2 separate regions of the Gossypium hirsutum genome follow, and region 2 is linked to region 1. A link is a contact called in public Hi-C data. All regions are on one chromosome and are shown on one strand. The core of a region is the stretch at or near the end of the contact, and the rest is flanking DNA. Distances in the headings are between cores, read along the strand shown.

Evidence for each region. A called contact is a pair of places that touch in the nucleus more often than the background predicts.
Region 2: a contact with region 1 is called in a Hi-C map of leaf, with 2.8 times the contacts expected there. The contact joins the promoter of LOC107927214 here to the promoter of LOC107935766 in region 1. A contact is called at or near these places in 3 of 34 Hi-C or Micro-C datasets (callus and leaf).

Annotation. Positions count from the first base shown.
Region 1 is chrA12:11,026,603-11,030,339 of Gossypium_hirsutum_v2.1, forward strand. LOC107935766 (elongator complex protein 5) reads right to left here and starts at 2,105. Exons shown (of 14, transcript XR_001694265.2): 1 at 1,969-2,105; 2 at 1,158-1,610; 3 at 958-1,069.
Region 2 is chrA12:11,445,841-11,449,577 of Gossypium_hirsutum_v2.1, forward strand. LOC107927214 (LOB domain-containing protein 41) reads right to left here and starts at 2,092. Exons shown (of 2, transcript XM_016858244.2): 1 at 1,549-2,092; 2 at 418-1,442. The coding sequence starts at 1,738. The coding sequence ends at 724.

The DNA of each region.
Region 1 (3,737 bases), core at 855-3,354:
AAATTTTATATAATCTTTGAATTAATTAAATCCTCATAAAATAAATAATAATAATTAAGTCTTCCATATTAACATTTTTCAAGATCAGATCAGCACTTAACGGTTTGTTAGGAGTCTTAACAAAATGACAATTTAGATGGTCCAATTGATTGTTATTTTTTATTAAAGTTTAATTTATCGCACATTTCAATCAGTGACCTAATTTATTTTCGAATTATTTTCAAAGAGATGAAAATTTGCAATTGGGGGCTCCGATTGGGAGGGGAAAATTTGCGATTAATCATTTGTTATTTGCTGATGATTGTATCATGTTTGATGATGCCTCGGTGGAGGGGGCCCATGTTGTTCAGAACATTATCAAGGAATATGAATTAAATTCGGGGCACCAGGTCAATTTCGACAAATCGTTTATTTATTTTGGTGCGTGTGGGTCACTCCGAGAGGGATACGATCACCAATGTTTTGGGTGTTAGGGTGGCTACAAATCCGGAAAAATATTTAGGATTGCCAATGATGATTGGGAGAAATAAGAGAAGGGCTTTTGCTGATTTTGTGGATAGGTTTCGGAGGAGAATTGAAAGTTGGAGTTTTCGTTATCTTTCGATGGGTGGTAAAGAGGTGTTCATTAAGGCGGTTTTGCAGGCAATTCCCGTTTATGTGATGCAATGTTTTGCCCTTCCGAAAACTCTGTGTCAAAAATTAGAACTTATTATGAACAAGTTTTGGTGGTCTAACAATAAGTCATCTAAGGGTATTCATTAGTGTGCTTGGGCTGACCTTTGTATGCCCAAATCTGATGGAGGGATGGGCTTTCAGGATCTATTTTTGTTTAATAAGGCATTGCTCGCTAAGCAAGTTTGGCGATTGATATCGAAGCCTGATTGTCTTTTTGAAAAAGTTTTTAAAGCTCGTTATTTTCATTTTTCAGATATTATGGCTGCTAAAATTGGTTCTTACCCCTCTTTTACCTGGCGGAGCTTATGCAACGCTCGAGAGCTGATTTCAGATGGGTTGCTCTGGCGTATCGGTAGTGGTGACTCTGTGAACATCTGGAATGATCCTTGGTTGCCTGGCCTTGGTAATAGTAGACTTTCAGTTTAGAGTACAAATACTAACTAGACTGTTGTGGGTCAATTAATTGATGTTAGATCGGGTACCTGGAATAAGGATATCATCTATCAAATTGTTGATGAAGAACAGGCTAATCGTATCCTTAAATTCCTCTTGCTGGAGCTGGAGCACCGGATGTGCTTGTGTGGCATTTTGATGCTTCCGGGGAGTACTCGGTTAAGAGTGGGTATCGTGCTTTACTCACTACACACAGGTATCCTAGTGATTACAATATGGAACCTATAGCCAGCTACAAACAATTCTACAATTTGCTATGGGAATTACAGATTCCTGCTAAACTAAAAATTCACATGTGGAGGCTTTCTAAAGATTTCGTGCCGCATTTCAACAATCTTCTCAAACGGAGATTGCAGGTTGTCAATGTTTGTCCCCTTTGTAAGGAAGCGCCGGAGGATCTTGGTCACTTGTTATGGTCCTGTGACGTGTTGAGGCATTTATGGCTCTCTTTGAATCTCCCATTTGATTGCAGTGTTCGTACTCTGGATGGTAAAAATCAATTAATGAACATTTTCATCAAAGTTGATGCGGATACCAGAAAGCTTTTAGTTATTTCCCTTTGGGCTACTTGGTTTCAGCGAAATAAAGTGGTTCATGAGGGAACGCAGTTTGTTTGGCAGGACCTCGTGGGTTTTGTGAAAAGGCTATGCTTCTGCTTTAAGTGTGAGTAGAGTTTCCATAGTTAGTCCTACAAATTTTGAGTCTGTGGGGTGGAGACCTCCGGATCCGGATGTGCTTAAGCTAAATTTTGATGCCTCCTTTCAAAGTGCATCTCATACTTCTACTGTGGCGGTTCTTGCTCGCAATGATTCGGGATTAATTATGGGAGCGTGTACTTACCCCTATGTTGATGTTGCCGACGCGTTTGTTGCAGAAGCTAGGGCCTGTGAACGTGCTCTTCTCTTTGCAATTGACATGGGGCTTTAGGACGATCATCCTGGAAGGGGACTCCCTCTCGATTATTAAAAAGCTTAACACTGTCAAGGATGATAGGTCCATTCTTAGACCCATTTCTCTGAATATTCGAAGACTCGCAGATTTTATGGATGGAGTTTCTTACCAGTTTGTCCCCAGGAGTGGCAATCGGGCAGCTCATACTTTGGCACTAGAAGGGCGCAGGAGGAATTCTCCTTGTTTTTGGGTTGAAGAAGCACCTATTTCTGTCGAAGTTTTGGCGGCTTCGGACTGGTTGGACTGGAGTCGCCGAGGATGAGTGGTTTCTTATGGGTTTTGATGTTTCGGAGAAGGTTCCTTGAATCTCCGTTGTTTGGTTTCTCAAAGCCGAGTCTTCCTCTTCATTTGGTTCTGCGCGAGTGTTTTTGTTGAGCAGCAGAGGAATGATTTTGCTGGTATTCATTTGGTATTTTCTTTGGAGGGTGGAGTGTTTTTCTTTTTTGGTTTTGTTTTATGTGTGCCTTTTCCTCTGTGCTTGAGTGGTTTTGGTGCTTTGTGCTGTCTTTTCGTGTGCTATAGTGTTTTGTACTGTTTTTTCGTGTACTGTAGATTATTTGTTGTTTGACACTTGGCCCCTTCATTTATGAATATCAGTTTTCTCGAAGGAAAAAAAAACCTAAAATATTATAAACTTAAAAATAAATTAAATCGCAAGGCTCAAACTTCAAATATTAAAGTCTAAATTTAACCTATATTTAAAATATACTTTTTTTTGTTCATACTCATTTTTTTATCTAATATATTTTTTACGCACCATCTAAATATTAGAAGATTGTTGGGCTTCCACAAATGGTCAAATCGTTGAAGAGGTCCAATTATATCTCAATGCCTCTTAGAATAATTGTGCTTTGTTTCTATGATCATTTATATCTGTTTTACTATATTTAAATTTATAATTAATTCCGTTAATTAATCAAATATCAAATTCAATTAAGAAAATATTTTAAAATTTAATTTTAAAAAAATTAATATTACTATAAATATGATTCGTGCTTTAATATCTTTTAAATAAAAATTTTAAATAAACTAAATTAAATTACTGCTTAAAATAATCCATATTATTTTTAAAAAACCACTCTCTTAAGAGAAACTATCTTCTCCTTTTGAAGATTTATTATTCATTTATATATATTTTATATATACCCTTTTTTTATAATATGTCATTTTCATAAAATTTAATACTAATAAAACATAATCTAATACGATCTGTGATAACATTTTAATATTTTATTGATAGTGAATACGATTATTCTTTTATTTTAAAAATTATTTTTCTTGTCACTCTACTGGCATGGATATTGTTACCAATATAAGAAGACATAAGTTTAGGTGTGCTGAATGATATTATCTTCCTATTTATGGATTGAAGAGAGACTATAAGTAATTTTAAATATTGTATAAAAAATTATTAAAAAATTATTTTTATTAGGAAAGATACTGAAATCCAAACTCAATAGGAATATACCCATTCCATCTGGTTTAAGAATTAAGAACTATTTTGGCTAAAAAAAATTAAGAATTATTTATTGAAAAAAAGAAGAGGAAAAGAATTATTCCCAAGGTTCCTACCCACCACCGTAACCACACGTTTCTTTTAGATGCAACCATTACCTCAATTCTTTTTTTTCTTTTGCTAAACAACAAAACCACGCCAT
Region 2 (3,737 bases), core at 842-3,341, 420 kb after region 1:
TGTATTTTTAAATAAATTATTAAAAAATACTTTGATAATCATATTAGTTGTAAAATGGTATTTAAGTTAGTGTTTAAATTCAATCAAAAGTTTTATATACAATATAAATATATTTTAAAGTTAAAAGCTTTTACATAAAATAAATAGTACAGTATTAAAACTTGACATAAATAATCTATATAAATAAATAATTATAAAAATATATAAATTGTCAAATTAAATTGTGGACACATTGCTTTCAAATTAAAATAATCTCGACTCAACTTTGCTACTATAATATAAAATGTGAAAAATTAAGTTTATTGAATTATATAAAAATATGTAAGAAAATTAAATATTTTATTATACAAATTTAGAAATGCCACATTATTATTTTAACGATAAATAACAAAAATAGGAGTAAATACAAGGTCCCAGTTTGTTTTATAAAATTTTGTATAGTTCATTCATTGTCATAATACAATTCCAATTAGGTAAAATAATAAAGTTGAAAAGAAATAAAATCTTTATGATTCCCCCTATAAAATTTACCATTTCTACTCATGTAAACTATTTCTTTTGTTTACATAAAGGGAAAAAGGAAAATTACAAAAAGAACTTACAAAAAAAAAAAAAAAAAGAAAAAACAACCCACAGCTCTTCTATGTATAAAACAAAAGCCGGAAACGAGCCGCCAAAACTGGGAACAAACTATCCTTTTGTTTTTCCTTTTATAAAAGCCATTTAAGCCGCCGGATAGTCAAGACCCAGCTCAAACTTACACGTTTGACTATCCTCGAACGTGCCGTATGCTTCCACTCTCCTTTTCTTTACAGGCACCACCACCTGACAAGCACGTGACATCACCGGTTTAAACCCCAGCGTCAACTCCAGCCCAATCTCGCTGCTTCCCTCCACCGTCCTTTCTTCCAACACCTTACCTCCGAGCTCCGGCCCCGCCGGAAACAGCCGCGAAGCCGCCACTGTTTCCTCTGAGATCATACTCGAGGTTTCTTTACTTTCCCCATCCATAACAGCCAACTCAGATTGGTGACTCAGCGAGGACTCGTGACTCGTCGACCGGTTTCCCTCGAACCCTTCATCAGCGTAACACCGCGGTTCGGGTGGTTCCGAGCTGCGGTTCTCCTCCTCTAAGACCGGGTTATTCACCTTCGGCTTCAAAGTTCTTTTAACTCGGCACCGTGTCTTAACTCGTTGGACATCGTTAGAGGCTGCAGAGTTTTCATCTTTGGAAACATGACGAATGTCGTATGCTTTTAGAGGCGGCCCTTGACCATTCGCAGCGGCTTCCGACGCAATCGGAGTGATCGGAGCACCTTTTAGCACAGCTTCTACGGCGGCTTGGCAAAGCTGCCAGCTTCCGGACCATAATAAGCCGACAGAACCGTATATCGGGTTCACTATCCGACCACAAGCCTCGTATAATAACGACCTAAAAATAGCTGAATAAATAGGGAAAAGAAATCAGTGAAAGAAAAGACAGTAATCTAAAAATAATGTAAATTAAAAATAAACAGAGCAGATGTGTGAAAGGAAAGTGAAACTGACCAGGGCGGAGGTGTTCGGGGCCGGCGTTGATGAGGTTCATAAGGCCAGCACGGCCATAGAACTTGGCTAGAAAGACGGTGGCGTTTGCTTGGGATTCAGGGCTTTTGATCCATTGTAAACAGGGCCTGATGCTACAATTTTCACTGCAGCCCTTACGAAGAATCCGGCATCCATTACAACTCATGCGCATTTTGAGAAGTTGGAGAAAGAAAAGAGAAAATTTGGGGGGGGGATTGAAGAAAAGAGGGAAGTTGGAGTATTTAAGGGAAGCGGAAAAGGAAAATATAAAAATAAGAGATATTCTTTTACGAAAAAATGGCCGCTGGGTTTTCAGGTATAGGACCAGGGGAACGCAGTTGTTTTAATTTCCAAAACGCTGGTTTCCACATTCAAGGAGGTTGGCTTTCAAAAATAAATCAATTTTTATTTAAAAAACAATAAAAACATGGTACTGCTATGTTTTTAAATACTTTTGCTATTTCACTACTCTCACCCTCTCACTCGTGCAACTCACTCCCAATTAAGGAATCCAATTTCAATTCCCCATTGGAGGCGTACTTAATGTACTGTCCCTTCTGCGTAAGACAACCTAAATATTTACGGAACGTAACTCCTCTCGGGGAAATCGATGCACAACTCATTTTTACTAAACTACCCCCACTTGCGCTCGATATGTTACTGCTTTCTAAAGGGTAAAACGGATACTTGAATATAAGGACAGGTGGTGAAAAAGGTAAGGGATGCCATGCAAATGGGTCCAAAAATTGAGAAAGGAAGAGAGTAGCGCGTGGAAGACACGTACAGGCATCAGAGTGTTGTCGAATCGCCACATATGAGGTAGAGGGTGTGAAGTGGGAGCCCCTGTTTTATTTTAATTAAAGAAAAACAGAATAAAATAATATAGAAAAAGGCTCCTGGTTTTCGGGAGGTTCGTGTTGATTCAAAAACCACTTTAAAAGAGGGAAAGCGAAAACCGGTAACCGGTTTCCGGATTTGAATGTTGGGACTGTGGGCGCTTCACAAGCTCATCAGCCAACGGTTTTGAAGGGGTTTCTTTTATATATTTTCTTTTCTGAAATTTGCATTAAGCTCATACTTATCATCTATTACAGTAGAATAAATAAAGAAATCATTTTTCTTTATTTGAGAAACCAATTTTCTTATACGGTTTTATTTCTAGTATACACTTATATGTTATCTTTATTAATCTCATTTACATTTCTAACTTTTTAAATTTTTTTTTTAATTTTACTTTTATAAAAAATAATCGAAAGGTTTGTTTGTTCATTTTAATGACATGATGACATTTTAGTATTTAATTAATTTTTAAATTCTAAAAAAAAATATTAAAAATATTGCAAGAAGTTGCACATTTCTCTTTTTCTTATATTTTTTTAAAATAATTTATTTAATTTTCATAATTTTTAAAAAATATTTTATATCTTTCTAACCAATTTATTCTTTCAAAATATTAATTTATATGATATTAAATTATTTTATATCATAAAATAAATATAGCTAATCATTCAAAACAAAACTAATATCCAAATTATTAAAACTAAGTAAATATATATTCATCCAGTAATTTCTTTTACACTTAAATATAGAAGGTTTTCTATTCAAAATAGATCTCTAAGTGGTAGTTTTTGCGGTGGATAAGGCGAAAAGAATGCTATTGACAGCGATGATTAAAGGATGGAAAAAGGCTTGGCAGTGCTTTCACTTACTGGTAGGGAGGAGGAGGAGGCATGGCAAGTAGATCTGAAGGAGGAAGTGAGGGAGTAGGTGGTGAATCTGAGTGTGGTGGGTAGCTTCTTGATGGCCACTGTTGTACAGTTTCAGGCGATGCGCACCACTTTGGTGAATTTATGGCACCCTCATGGGGGTGTTAAGATTACTTATATGGGTGAGAAGCGGTTTCTCTTTCAGTTTTACTATGAGATTGATCTTGACAGGTTCTTGGATGGAAGTCCCTAAACGTTCAACAACCATTTACTACTTTTTCATCGATTAAAGGAAGGGGATGACCTCATGGTTGTGCCATTGTTTCGGGTTGATTTTTTGGTCTAGATTCATGATCTTCTGACGGGATTAATGTCAGAAATGATGGCTAGGCAATTTGGGGGCTTTTTTGGGGCAATTTTAGTATGGTGCGAAGTCATTGAATAAATGGTATGGGGGTTATATGC